Regions from separate parts of the Zea mays genome. Here region 1 is linked to region 2. The links are chromatin contacts, called in public Hi-C maps. All regions are on one chromosome and are shown on one strand. Each heading gives the region's core, a stretch centred on a gene start, on an enhancer-like site or on the middle of the called end of the contact. The rest is flanking DNA. Distances are from core to core; before and after follow the strand shown.

Region 1 (6,091 bases), core at 3,305-5,804, 200 kb after region 2:
CCCATCACGGCCATGATGGATCCACCATCAAGTTTTATTATCAAAAACATCCCATCCCACTTGAAGCATCATCCTTTTGTCAAACAAAACATTTTATTTTTCTAGAGAAAGACTAAGCATCAGGAAAACCTTTTCATAAAACAGGTACTCAAGGATAGGTAATCAATCTTCCAAGAAAGGAAATGCATCAATTGTTTAGCACACAACTCCTATTACCTAATGCATCAAGCAAGTGGGAAAGATTTTAAAATAGCAAGGAGGTGGAAAATGCATTTGGGCTTGCCTTGTGTTATAGGAGAGTCGGGATCTGCTCCACAAATATCAAAATAAAAGCATTTCTCGGTAGGTGGGTCTTCAGGTGGTGGTGTAGCTCTTTCTTCTTCAACTTCTACTTCTTCGTTTTCTATATATATCATATATATAACCATGAATGCTCATGTAATGCTTATGAAAATGCAAAAATAATAAAGGTACATTATCTTAGGTCTTGAATACAATTTTCCTTCACGGTACTCCAAGAAACGAGGGTTTTTGAAGTCAGTATTTGATTTCATAGGGCAAGCACTACTTAAAAGATTAGGGTTTTGGGGTTTATGTACCAAACATTGACCAAATCATACCAAACTTTACCCAAGGTTTCTAAACATTATTTTAAGCTTATCCAAAAAGTTTACTGATTTTTGGAGTTATTAATCCATTTATAAAATTCCAAGAGTATAGGTTTTGGCTATTTTAAATACTCCATAATTCCTTATTTGGACTAAAAATAATAAAACTATTTTTACTAAATACTATAGAAATTTAGGAGTCTAGCAAAATTGGTCTCATATTTTTATCATTTTTCTACAATTTTCTAGATTTTTCTAATCCTGGAAGAAAAAGAAAAGGGAAAATCATGAATAGTATTGGGCCGAAACTGGCCCAAGTCAGCCCGTGAACAGGCAAACGCGCCCGCGGTGGACAATTTGCGCCAAGGTCCTCAGGGGTTTGAATAACTAGCGAAGAACCCTGCGCATTACTTGCTTGGGTCACTAACAAATGCAAATAGGCCCTCGCACTTCTATTTCTTCACAGACCGCGGTCCTTGACGAACGGCGCCAGGACGAGCTCCGGCGAGCTTGTACTGGCCAGAATAAGCAACGGCTAACCCTCCCCTTTGTTGGACACCGAATTCAACCCTACACGATCATTTCCCCTCACTTAATTTCTTGATTTGAGCTCTAAATCACCCTGCCCGCGGTGCCAGCGGGATCAATGGACCGCATGAAGTGTTCCCGGCGATCTAAGGAGGTCTAGTCTAATCGGTTGGGTCGAGAAGCATCAGGGGCATGTAAGGGTGCTGAAACAAGAGATCAGAGGTCATGATTGGACCTGGAGCGCACTTGCCACGGTGAGACCCTTCTTACGGTGGCGGAAAACCGATTTGGGGGAAGTGAGCAATTCGGGGGCTCTGGTGAGTAATTGGAGGCACGAGTGGGTGTGTTGGGTGCATAATTACATAGCGGAGCCGAGGGTGTGCTCAATTTATAGGACCCTAGAACGGTGGCCCGTGAACTTGAGATGGCGCGGTGGCGGCCGAAGAGAAGGGGGTGCACTGGCGCAAGCAATTGGTGGCTTTCACCGTGGCGAGCTCACCGACGATGATCGGTTGGGCTAAGGTGACTCACTGCGATGTGGTTAAAGCACCAAACCATGTGGCGCAAGGTCGCGAGGTGGCTAACTCCGGTGAGTCTATCCGAAGCGGCCGTGACTCAGGCGGGTACGACGGCCGGAGTGAACAGTGGCCGGAGTTCATCCATGGTGCGATATTTCTTACCCTTAAGAGTTATCTGCAACCCACAGAGCATGAATTGTAACGACGACGAGAATCCCAGTGCGGGATCACCGGCGGCGAGATGAACTGAATCTGGGATATTTTCAGCACAATGTACCATTGGGAACTTGTTCAGAGCGCTTGACAGACAGATTTGTAGTGCCCATATGTTGGATTTTCGTATAAGAACTTGCTAATTCATTTGTAGCAAACTTGTAGCCCTATACACCAGCTATAATTCTGCTATAGGGATCTTGCCCATTTGCTTATTCCTTTGAGCATGAATCGAGCCCAAAGTTCCTCAAAACTCACTGATAGTCAGTATTCAGTCTCAAAGTGGTCTGACAGCCAGACTTTAGGGCTAATTATCTCCACTTTTTGTACAACAACAATTCTTAATCACTTAAGCAAAGTTGTACTCCTATAGTAACTCTACAAGTTTGATGTGTTGACCCTAGGCAAATTCCTTGTATTTTTAGAACTACAGAGCTCCAAAATCAGCCCTGTTCACTAGTTTTCAGACTTAGTCACACATGATTCCTAGGGTACCTTTTTGCAATTAGGCCCAATTTCCATGATTTGCTTTGCAATCCCACAAAGGTGTGAACCATATGATTTGAGGTATCCAAATACCTTGGTTTTTGCACTTGGGTCCAAAAGTGTGCAAAATTTACATATAACCCCCTAGGGTTTGAACTCAGGGTTTTCCAGGGGTCTTTTTAGGGTTTTTGGCACTTCTAGGGTTTGGGTGCCACTTAAGTCCATTAAATGTGATATCTTATGATTATTTCTCATGAGTTTTGAGGTTTCCTTATGCTTGGGCTTTATTATCACTCCTAAGCCTGGTTTAGGGTTAAGTACCCTACACTAGGGTTTCACACATAACAAGTCATATCAATACAACTTGTTTGAAATTTTTACCTAGTGAATGCACACTAAGTGTAACAAACACAAGATATGCTAATGCTCATGATGTTATGCTCAAATTTTAGTGATAGTAACACCAGGGGTGTTACAGTCATGCATTGGTCTCTATGTGTAAATTTATTAAAGGATGGAATTCAGAGAAGTTTTGAGTGTGAGGTTTGTAGAGAACAAAGGGGAGATTGTTAGGTTGTGTCCTCTACACTAGCCGGTTAACAGAAACCGACGTAGGGTTAATCCTAACTGTCTAACCACGCACCTAAGCGGGGGCTATCCTAACCGTTGGTTGCACTCCCGGTCACACAACGCTATATAAATAGATTAAGGAGGCCGACGGGTTTAGCTAACGCTAATCACTCAACCACAAAACTCTAATCAACACTTTGCTTAGGTCCCCATCACCTAGACGTTCGGAGTGACTGGAAGACCTGCAACTCAAGGCTTCGGTCTCGACGATCTCGCCAACGAGATCGGGATCTGAGACTCCCCCTGCATGTGCCACTGGCCGATCCACCACCGACCAGCGACGGGAACCAGTCTTCTCGCCACATACAGGGAGGTGGAGGAGGAGATGAGTCTTCACTGCAAGACGCCACCGCAATGGCTGTCGCGATGAACAACAACGAAGGTATGTTATCTAGTTCCTCTCAGTAGATTAGATGTACTCGTCATCGAGGATTTGCTGTTACATATTGGTGTTCTAGGAGCTTAGGAATCAATCATTAGCACCATAGAATTTAACAATAATAACAACGGTGAGATGGTGCTGATGATGAGCACGCGCGTGTCGGCCTTGAGCCCCGCGCACACCAGCGGCAATGTGGGGGGATGTCCAAGTTCGCGATCTTGCGCACAGACTTGCGGAGATTTGGGGGCGGTGGATTTGGGTGAAGCACCAGTGGCGTCAAGATATCTAGTGGGAGGGAGGAGACACCAACCTGGAGTCCTGGAGCTTGGGGGTGAACTTCTTCTCGACACCGAGGACGACGGTGTCAACGCCACGGACACCTACGACGGTGTTGCCCCTACGGAAGACCTCCAGGGATACTCGACTTGGAAGAGGGACATTGTTGGCACCAACAAAATCATGATTGTTTCCTACTCCTACTTTTTATTTGTAGTCGGATATTAATCTCTCGCGTAGCGGGGTCGGAGTCGGACTTGATGGGAAGGCTGCATCCACAACACGTTCTGGGTTCTCGCCTCTCCGTGTCGTCGTTCTATAACTCCCCCGTCGTCTCTTGCAGCGCCCACTCGAACTCGATCTAATCCTTTAGCGTTTCTCCTCTCTATTGCCACGCCGCTCTACGCCCGTTAACAATCCCTAGCGAGCCGCCGCCAACGGGAGCAATACTGCAATAGAGTCAGTGAGTCACCGTCCATGGCCGCCGTGGAGCTTGGTCTTCCTCCTGGCTTCCATTTCGTACCCACTGACGAGGAGGTGCCGAGGTGGTCAAGCTTCACCTACTCCCTTGCATCCTATACCTTCCTCAACCGGCAACCGCGGAACAACATCATGGTCGGGCATGCTCTCCTCTCCTCGAGAAGCATGGACGAAAGCATGAGGCTTTCTTCTTCGCGGTCGGGCAGGCCATGAACGCCAACACCAATCACTAGAAGCGGACCTACGAGGGACACAGGACCTGGCAAGGATATGACAGGAAGAAGGGCTAGGAAGAAGGCGAGGAAAGCAAGAAGCTATACTTGTCCAAATGCACGTGCCGGGTCAGGCCGGTTCGGGCATGGCGAACCCCGCACGGTTTTAGTGTCGTGTCGGGCCGGCTTGCAGGCTGTCTAAAGCGTCTAGGCCCAACACGATTATTTTTATAGGGACTGTACCGGGCCAGAGGCACAACGGGCCGGTAGTGCCATGCTGGGCTCGGACCCGTAAACACTCCAAAATTCAAAATTTAAAATAATGTTTAAATTTATTTCAGATTCAATATCTTATATTTAAAATTTTTGATACAAACTTAAATATAGAATTTTAGATACACAACTCATATCCCATTTCATAATTTTATGTACACATAAACACATATCATATTTCAAGAGTGACGACTGTCGAATTATATACCGAGTTGGGCCGTTATCAGGCCGCCCCGTTAACCGGACCGGACCCATGCATACACCGTGGACGTGGACCAGATAAGCGGCTTAGCACAGCTTGGTAGACGGCCTGGGCAGACCCGGACACGCTTCCGGTCGGGTCGGGCCATCGTGTCGCCCTTCAGCCCGGTTTAGACATGTATACAAGAAGCGCATGCGCATGCGGGTGAATGTGTGTGTCCCATGCCGCTGCTCACGTGTCTCGCTCGGCTGTCGGCTGCAATTAACTAAACTTTGCCCTGATCGATTGTCGCACCACTCTGTCACCCTAACGTTTGCAATTTCTCACTGTCGCATCTCTACGCATTCGTTGCCATAGCCGTCTTTTATCCTCGACTTAACCTTAAACCACTGAAGTAAAATTTGAATAACTGAATATTTGTTGCTGTTGTTTCTATTAAAGTAAACATTAAATGACTCAAGTAAATCTTAATGACTGAATATTTATCCCTATTGTATGTTAAATTAAACATTAAATGAATGAATCAAACTTGGAATGGCTGAATATTTATTGGTGCGTGTTGCATGTGATTGGAGGATCAGCCCCATTTAGACCTTGTTCGGTTAATTCCGTTACCCATGGATTGGATGAGATTGGAAAAAATTAAGAAAGAGTTTGACTTACTTGGGATTTAATCTCATTCAATCCCACTCAATCCACATGGATTGAGAGCTAACCGAACAAGCCCTTAGGGATGGCAATATGTTAGGTTAAGTCGGGTGAAACGAAAACCCACTCGTGATGTATGTATCCGTGAAGTCTAATCAACCCGGTCAGTGATTGCACAAGTGTAATTGGAAACAAGCGACCCATCCATGCATCTCGTCTTTGTCTTTTAGGGTCTGAGAGGCCCGCTCGACTGGAGGTCTGTTGCCGGCTCTGCTACAGTGGCGTTGCCTGTGGTCACCGCGAGATGCCGATCATGCCCCCGCAGGCAGCAGCGCACACCATGCATGCCGGCCGGCCGGCCGGCGTGTACGAAACACGTAAGGAATCCGTTACTACTGCCACCTCATCTTTTAAAAAATATCTCAAAATAGTGCCAAAAAAATTAAAATATTACTTGCTTCCTTCTAAACTAGTATTCATTTTAGCAATTTATTTCTATGTCTATGTTTAACAAACGTAGACACATATATAGAACATATACAACAAACATTGTATGAACCTACTAAAATGGCAAAACAAATTTTATTTTAGAACGGAGAGAGTGTTTAGAACATTAAAATCAAATTGAGCTCTAA
Region 2 (6,071 bases), core at 637-3,136:
GAGCTACTACAAGAAGGAGCTAAGTTGTTGATGAAAGTCGAAGTTCCAAGCTAGAGATTACGGCATCGAATAAAGATGATGAAGAGAATGATGAATCTAGAAGCGACAACTGATCTGCTCACAATGCTGGGGTTTTTTTTGCAGTCAGTTAGCTGTTGTTGGGTTAAGTAGCTCGTCGTCCCCCGCGACGAGAACTGTTTTCGGTCTGATATCCACGGCTCTGAGCCAGACCTGTGTGCCTCCTGGAAAAACCTCGTTACATCCAGTAGGTTTATTTTGTCCCCCTAGGTCTACTTTTGATATGTTTCTATCACAGATGAGTGGGTGCGCTGGTACCCTTTTATTTTGTCGATATGAGACAATCTTTACTGTTTTGTTATGCAAATAATAGAAACGGATCCTACCGTCGTAAAAAATGACCAAAGTCCATAATGGATCGATGAATTAGTTGTTGTTTTTGCCATCAAACATGATATACGTTAAAAAAACTATATGGACAAAAGAAGCAAACATACTGCTAAGTCTTTTCCTTACCGAATCGAAGCCATGTGTGTCTTGCTGAATGTGGATTCCCTTGATGGGCAGGGCATTAGGAAAGAGTGGGGTCAGGTGATGTCTCCAGCTCAGTGTCAGGGCTCACTGGTTCGCCAAGCTCACCAACTGCCACGGACGAGTCACATCATCGTGATGAGCGATATTAGGCTTGCCGGGCTGGCTGGCGTTGCGATGACGATGAGCGGGGCGGGCGACATCACATACCTAGAACGGGCAGTGGTGGTAATATCGAGAACGGGGCATCGAGGTGGACTGACTAGAGCAGCGTCAGGAATAATAGGATTGAATGGATAGATGCGAGGACTAATCCAAAAAAGGAGGATAGGAGTCAAGAGGACTGGACTGATCTTACGAGGAGGCCAAGATAAAACGATTTTAGCCCACTAAAAAACTTTAATTTTTTCTATACTTAACCCTAAATGAACACTAGGTATAAGAGGTTATAAAAATTAAGGGCCCACTTTGCACCCCCTGAATCAGCCGCTAGTAAGTGTCCACTCTCCAATCTCCATGGCGGCAAGCGACAGACGACAGGTCTATTTGGTTGTATAACTAAGATGCCTAAATTTGACACATATTTTCTGCCACACTTGACTGAGGTTAGGTATTCAAATTCTTCGTCACATCTTAGCATACTAAGACAACTTTGCTGTACTTTTACAAGTCATTGACGAGTTAGACCTCTGTATAGGAGAAAAATTTTGTCATAACTATGGCTACAAACCAAACACGTGACTAAGCTAGTCAAATATGTCTAACCTTAAACTTGGTAACAGAGACAACAAACCAAACATGCCCCCCATGTTTTCCTCATTTTCTTTTTCCACTTTTGTTTCAATTTTTCTTGGGTAATATACAGTGAGTATATTATTTTCTTCTTCTTTTTCTCATGGCCAAAATCCACAATGGATCGATGAATTAGCTGTCGTTGTTGCCAACAAAAGAACAAAATCATGTGACGCACGAGCACAATGCAAGTAGCCAAACTGAGCTTCCGGGCACCGACGAACGGTTGCACGCCATCGGCGGGAAGGAACAGGCCGGGCTGTCAATGGACAAACGGGCCGCCAAGCTGGAGGGAGTGTCATGGGCTTTGAGAACCATCGTCAGGGCCTAGTTTTTTCTTTTGTTTTTATCAAAGGCGGTAAACTCGGGGAACGAATATACTAGGAAAAACACTAGCCAGTCAGAGTCAGTCAAAGTGGACTGAGTTAAAATTGCAACGATACATACACACGCAGCAGTCAGGGCGTCGGGAATGAACAATGGATGAATTTATTATAGTCTGAAGAAAACGAAGGGACACAGCCACAACGAACACTGGGGAGTGAATGAATGCATGCATTCCACTGGACTGTTCCAGCGCTTCGTGTGCATCGCTAGATGCGCTGAACACTCGAACGCCATGGACCTCGCTCCGCTCTCTATATATAGAGGGAAGGCCTTCAGTCTACTTCTCGGGATATACCACTGAACGTCACCAAGAAGAGTACTGATCGATCAGCAACTCGATCGTTCTCAGAGAGAGATGGGCGGCAAGGGCGGCAGCGGCGGGGGTGGTGGCAAGGGCGGAGGTGGCGGTGGCAAGAGCGGCGGCGGGGGTGGTGGCAAGGGCGGAGGAGGTGGCAAGGGCGGAGGAGGTGTTGGTGGCAAGACCGGCGGCGGCAAGTCAGCAGGCGGCGGCGGTGGGGGCTATGGTGGTGCAGGGAAGTCAGGCTCCGGCGGCAGTGGCGGCGACGGAATGATGAAGGCGCCCGGCGGCGGCGGCGAGTACATCTCCCGCTCCGTCTTCGAGGCCAGCCCGCAGGAGTTCTTCCATGGCCTCCACCAGGGAGGAGGCAACAACAAGTAGATCCATCTAGCTAGACTGCTGCTGCTACTTCACAAGCTTGGGACGATGTGTGATGATGCATGCTTGGACTGTCATCAGTCTCTATGTAGCTTCTGAATAAAATAAAATGTAACGATGCTCGATTGGGTTTCACTTGCTCGCTTGTTCCAGCCAAGTTATTATATATATCATCAGGCTCGTACGCCAGCTATATATATATGCATGCAGGTGCATGGATTGTGCAACGCGAACGCGTGATTGTGCTAATCCGTTAGTTGATGCGTTCTGTTGCTTTGATATGTAATCCGGCCACTCATTAAGCATGTCAAGGTGCAATGATCAGAAGTCAATATGTAGTTACTAGTTAGTAGTCTCTGAACAAGCAGTACGGCCAGCCCTTTTAATTAAACAACCCTCCAGACCAAGAGGAGTCAAAGAACGTACTAGCATTTTTTAGTATCAAGATCTTCCACGAGCTAGATGAAATGAAGTGTTTGAAAGATTAGATATCATATTTTTGCTTAAGCTGGGGCGTTAGTATGAAAATGAAACTGGTATTTGCTGATGAGGTTTGTGGGCGTAATGACGCGAGACGGTGTCAATGACAAGTAAGAGTGTGCACATGTGGTTGTAGCTGTTCTGCACTTAGCAAGGTAGGTTTCAGGTTCACCGGCCGTCGGCAAGTCGGTGTGGAAGTAAAAATGCTAGTTTGTCAATCTTGTTTTTCTAACGCCCCGTTTAAATCATTGGAATTGAATTCCATTCTAATAATAGTAATTTAGGCATATATCAATTAAGATAATTCAGTTTTATATAAAATATATTTGTATACTATTATTAACAAGATGTCGGAGATATTTATGTGCTATATTTTTACTATAGAGGAGTGAGACGAAGAGTGTCACGTAAGTTACAGAGTAGAAACAAATTCTACTAGTATATAAAATCATTTCTCATATATCCTCCACCCATGAATTTGAGATAGACTAAGGGCCCGTTTGGCACAGCTCCAGCTCCTGATTCTAAGCGAGGATCTAGAGGAGCCGTGCCAAACGGGTATTTTTTTAAAACTGATTCTCGTGTGGAGCTGAAAGATCAGGAGTCGTTTTTGTGAAGAAAGGTGGGATCTAAAAAAACCTGCTCCACCCTCCCTTAAAACAGCTCCTCAACCAACCAAATATGGACCTCCCTTAAAGTTTGATCGAAATTACCCGCAATTGCCATTGGACAAAAACATAACGAGCCAATTTATGGATTAAACATTTGAGACCATTTTATGCACTACTACGATGGGAATATTTTATATGTTATTGTTTCATATTTTTTCCGTATATGCATCCTACTTATTGGTTTGTAACAAAGTTGAACTGCAAAGGGTAAAACAGACAATCATCACAGACCACCAACTCTTAGAAGACAAGAATCAGTTTACTTGCCAAACGTTTTGAAAATGATTCTGATTTTCTAGGAGAATCAGGAGGATCAGCTCCTCACGACGATCAGGATCTGGAGCTAAAGAAGCAGGAGCTGGAGCTTTGCCAAACGGGCCCTAATATCTGAACTTTGGAAAGTGGTGGAATGTCAAATTCCAAACTAAATAAGTTACTTTATTGAGTGAATTCCAATTCCTCTAAAATGAAGGGATCCAAACGCCACGTAAGAGATTTTCTATTGAAAAATAGGGTTGCCAAACTAGCCATTATATCTTGGAGCTAATATGATTAACTTAATGAAGAATAGAACTATGTCACATCCATTGCTTGTAATGAAAAGAAACTTCTTTGGTAACATCTAACGCCTAATCAGAAAAGCAAGTAATTATTTCATTAGAATTGAAAATTTACAACTAAATATATAAGACTTTATATAAATAAAGAATTGAACTATTAAAGAATATGTATGAATATGAAAGAATAAGAATTAGTGAATAGTGAATTACCTGAGAGCTGCGAGCCTGTGACATGCGATCGGCGACGACAGTGAGGACGTGACTGGTTTTGTGCAGCGGTGTAGGAGGCCTTCAACTGGTGCTTTAGCCTGACGTGCGTCGTCTCCTCCGCTTCTGTGCGATTCAGCAAGACAATAACTTAACAACAGCTCTACTATTCTATTAGATATTAAGCCCCTTTCTTTTCTGGGCCCCCGGCGGCCGCCTCCGCTGCATGGCCCTAGGGCCGGCCCTGAGTCCATCAGGTCTAGTATTGATCGCAGAAGATCTAAGAGTTCTATTGTCTGAGTATCGTGCAAGATATCAACAGATTTGCATAATTGCTGACTTACCTTATTGTCGTTTTCTTGGGAGCGTATATAAGCTGTTTAAGTTTCCAGCGGACTATGAAACACATATCAAGGTATGTCGACATTCCCTATCAGATCTGCTCTTTCGTTTATCTTCCCCAACTTGTTGTATTGTTGTTGTAGTGCAGAACAATTTGAAAGATATAGAGTTGATGAACATAGAAATCCCTAACTTCCACACAATATATATTGTTTGGTGGTCGTGTGCTGCATGGTAAAAGAAAACATCAACAATCGTTGGGGCAAACTTTTCATAGGAGAGGGAGTGCCAATGCGACCTTGACAACCACCTCCAATGATGATAATGATTTTATGGCAATGCCCCTCACCATCCACTGACATCACTAGAGAAATCGAAAGACGGGGCACCTTACGATCCACTATTTGCCTCTATCCCACTGATAACCTAACTCGGTCCAATGTTGCGTTACGGCCTGCCTAAACCATGCATAGGACCCTGGGTTTCATTTAAGTGAACTAGTGTACCGCTTTGCACTTGATGTTCTTATTTCATAGTGAGCTATATTGTTCTACTATCATCTATTTCGAAGTTAGCATTATACAACATTTGTGTGCAATGCTTGTAATTCTGGACAACACTTGGCCATAGAACATTCAACTAAAATTTTGTCTAAGTATGGTGCACGATACAAAACATTGTTTAAAGCTGCATCACACATTAACGTAGTTCATGGATGTTGTTATTTGAACAAACATTACGACCTGGTGTCCCACAACATTGCATTGCTGATGACATATCTTGTTTCATACAAACTACATACTAGGTCATACTTTACTACATACCACTCAACATTAAAACTAGTTAATATCTCTAGACTGGTTTTTGTCGTAGTTCATCCCCATTCATCGCACTCACACAGTGTTAGACAATCTTTGTGTAGTTGTTTGTGGGGGGCATTCCATTTCTGTAAGCGCAGCTTCGTCTTCACTTGTGACACGTGTATTCGGGGTGCTAGGACTATGAATTTAACTACTTCGCTGCATTGTATGGAACTTATCGTTCCAATCTACAAGCTACATAATATATTTGAATATATCTTGTGTACATAGACTTGTGCTTCTAGCTTGCCTTGATTTCAACACAATTCTCCGAATCTCTATAGTGTGGTATTCTATCTGCTTGCCAGCCCATTTCAAGGTTTCAATAAAGTGTTAGACTTAAAGTTGCTATCCTACAACACACTGATAATTTAGATTGTTTTCAAATCACAAGATTCACACTAAGGCAAGTATCTAGTTTAAATAAAATTAACTTTAGATTAATTAGATGCGCCAGTTATTCATAACAATAATTTAAATGGTCACATCTAAAAAATTATTTTAAACATACAATACTCCATTTATTATTTTCAATAGAAAGCATAGA

The links. A called contact is a pair of places that touch in the nucleus more often than the background predicts.
Region 1: a Hi-C map of tassel shows a contact between it and region 2, with 6 times the contacts expected there. The contact joins the enhancer-like site here to the promoter of LOC103643222 in region 2. A contact is called at or near these places in 13 of 25 Hi-C or Micro-C datasets (bundle sheath, ear, endosperm and 4 more) and 1 of 3 datasets of contacts at active chromatin or transcription factors (leaf).

What each region holds. Positions count from the first base shown.
Region 1 is chr1:211,639,072-211,645,162 of Zm-B73-REFERENCE-NAM-5.0, forward strand. No RefSeq gene overlaps it. Among protein-coding and RNA genes, the nearest start is that of LOC103643225, 25 kb to the right of the region's middle. Within about 2 kb of position 4,555, at least 17 of the 20 cell types and tissues checked have an H3K27ac peak or open chromatin away from gene starts, as enhancers often do. A contact at or near this core is called in bundle sheath, ear, leaf and 2 more, where this site is marked.
Region 2 is chr1:211,440,235-211,446,305 of Zm-B73-REFERENCE-NAM-5.0, forward strand. It overlaps LOC103643222 (EAG2), which reads left to right and starts at 1,887. Exons shown (of 2, transcript XM_008666377.3): 1 at 1,887-2,034; 2 at 2,037-2,539. The coding sequence starts at 1,887. The coding sequence ends at 2,407.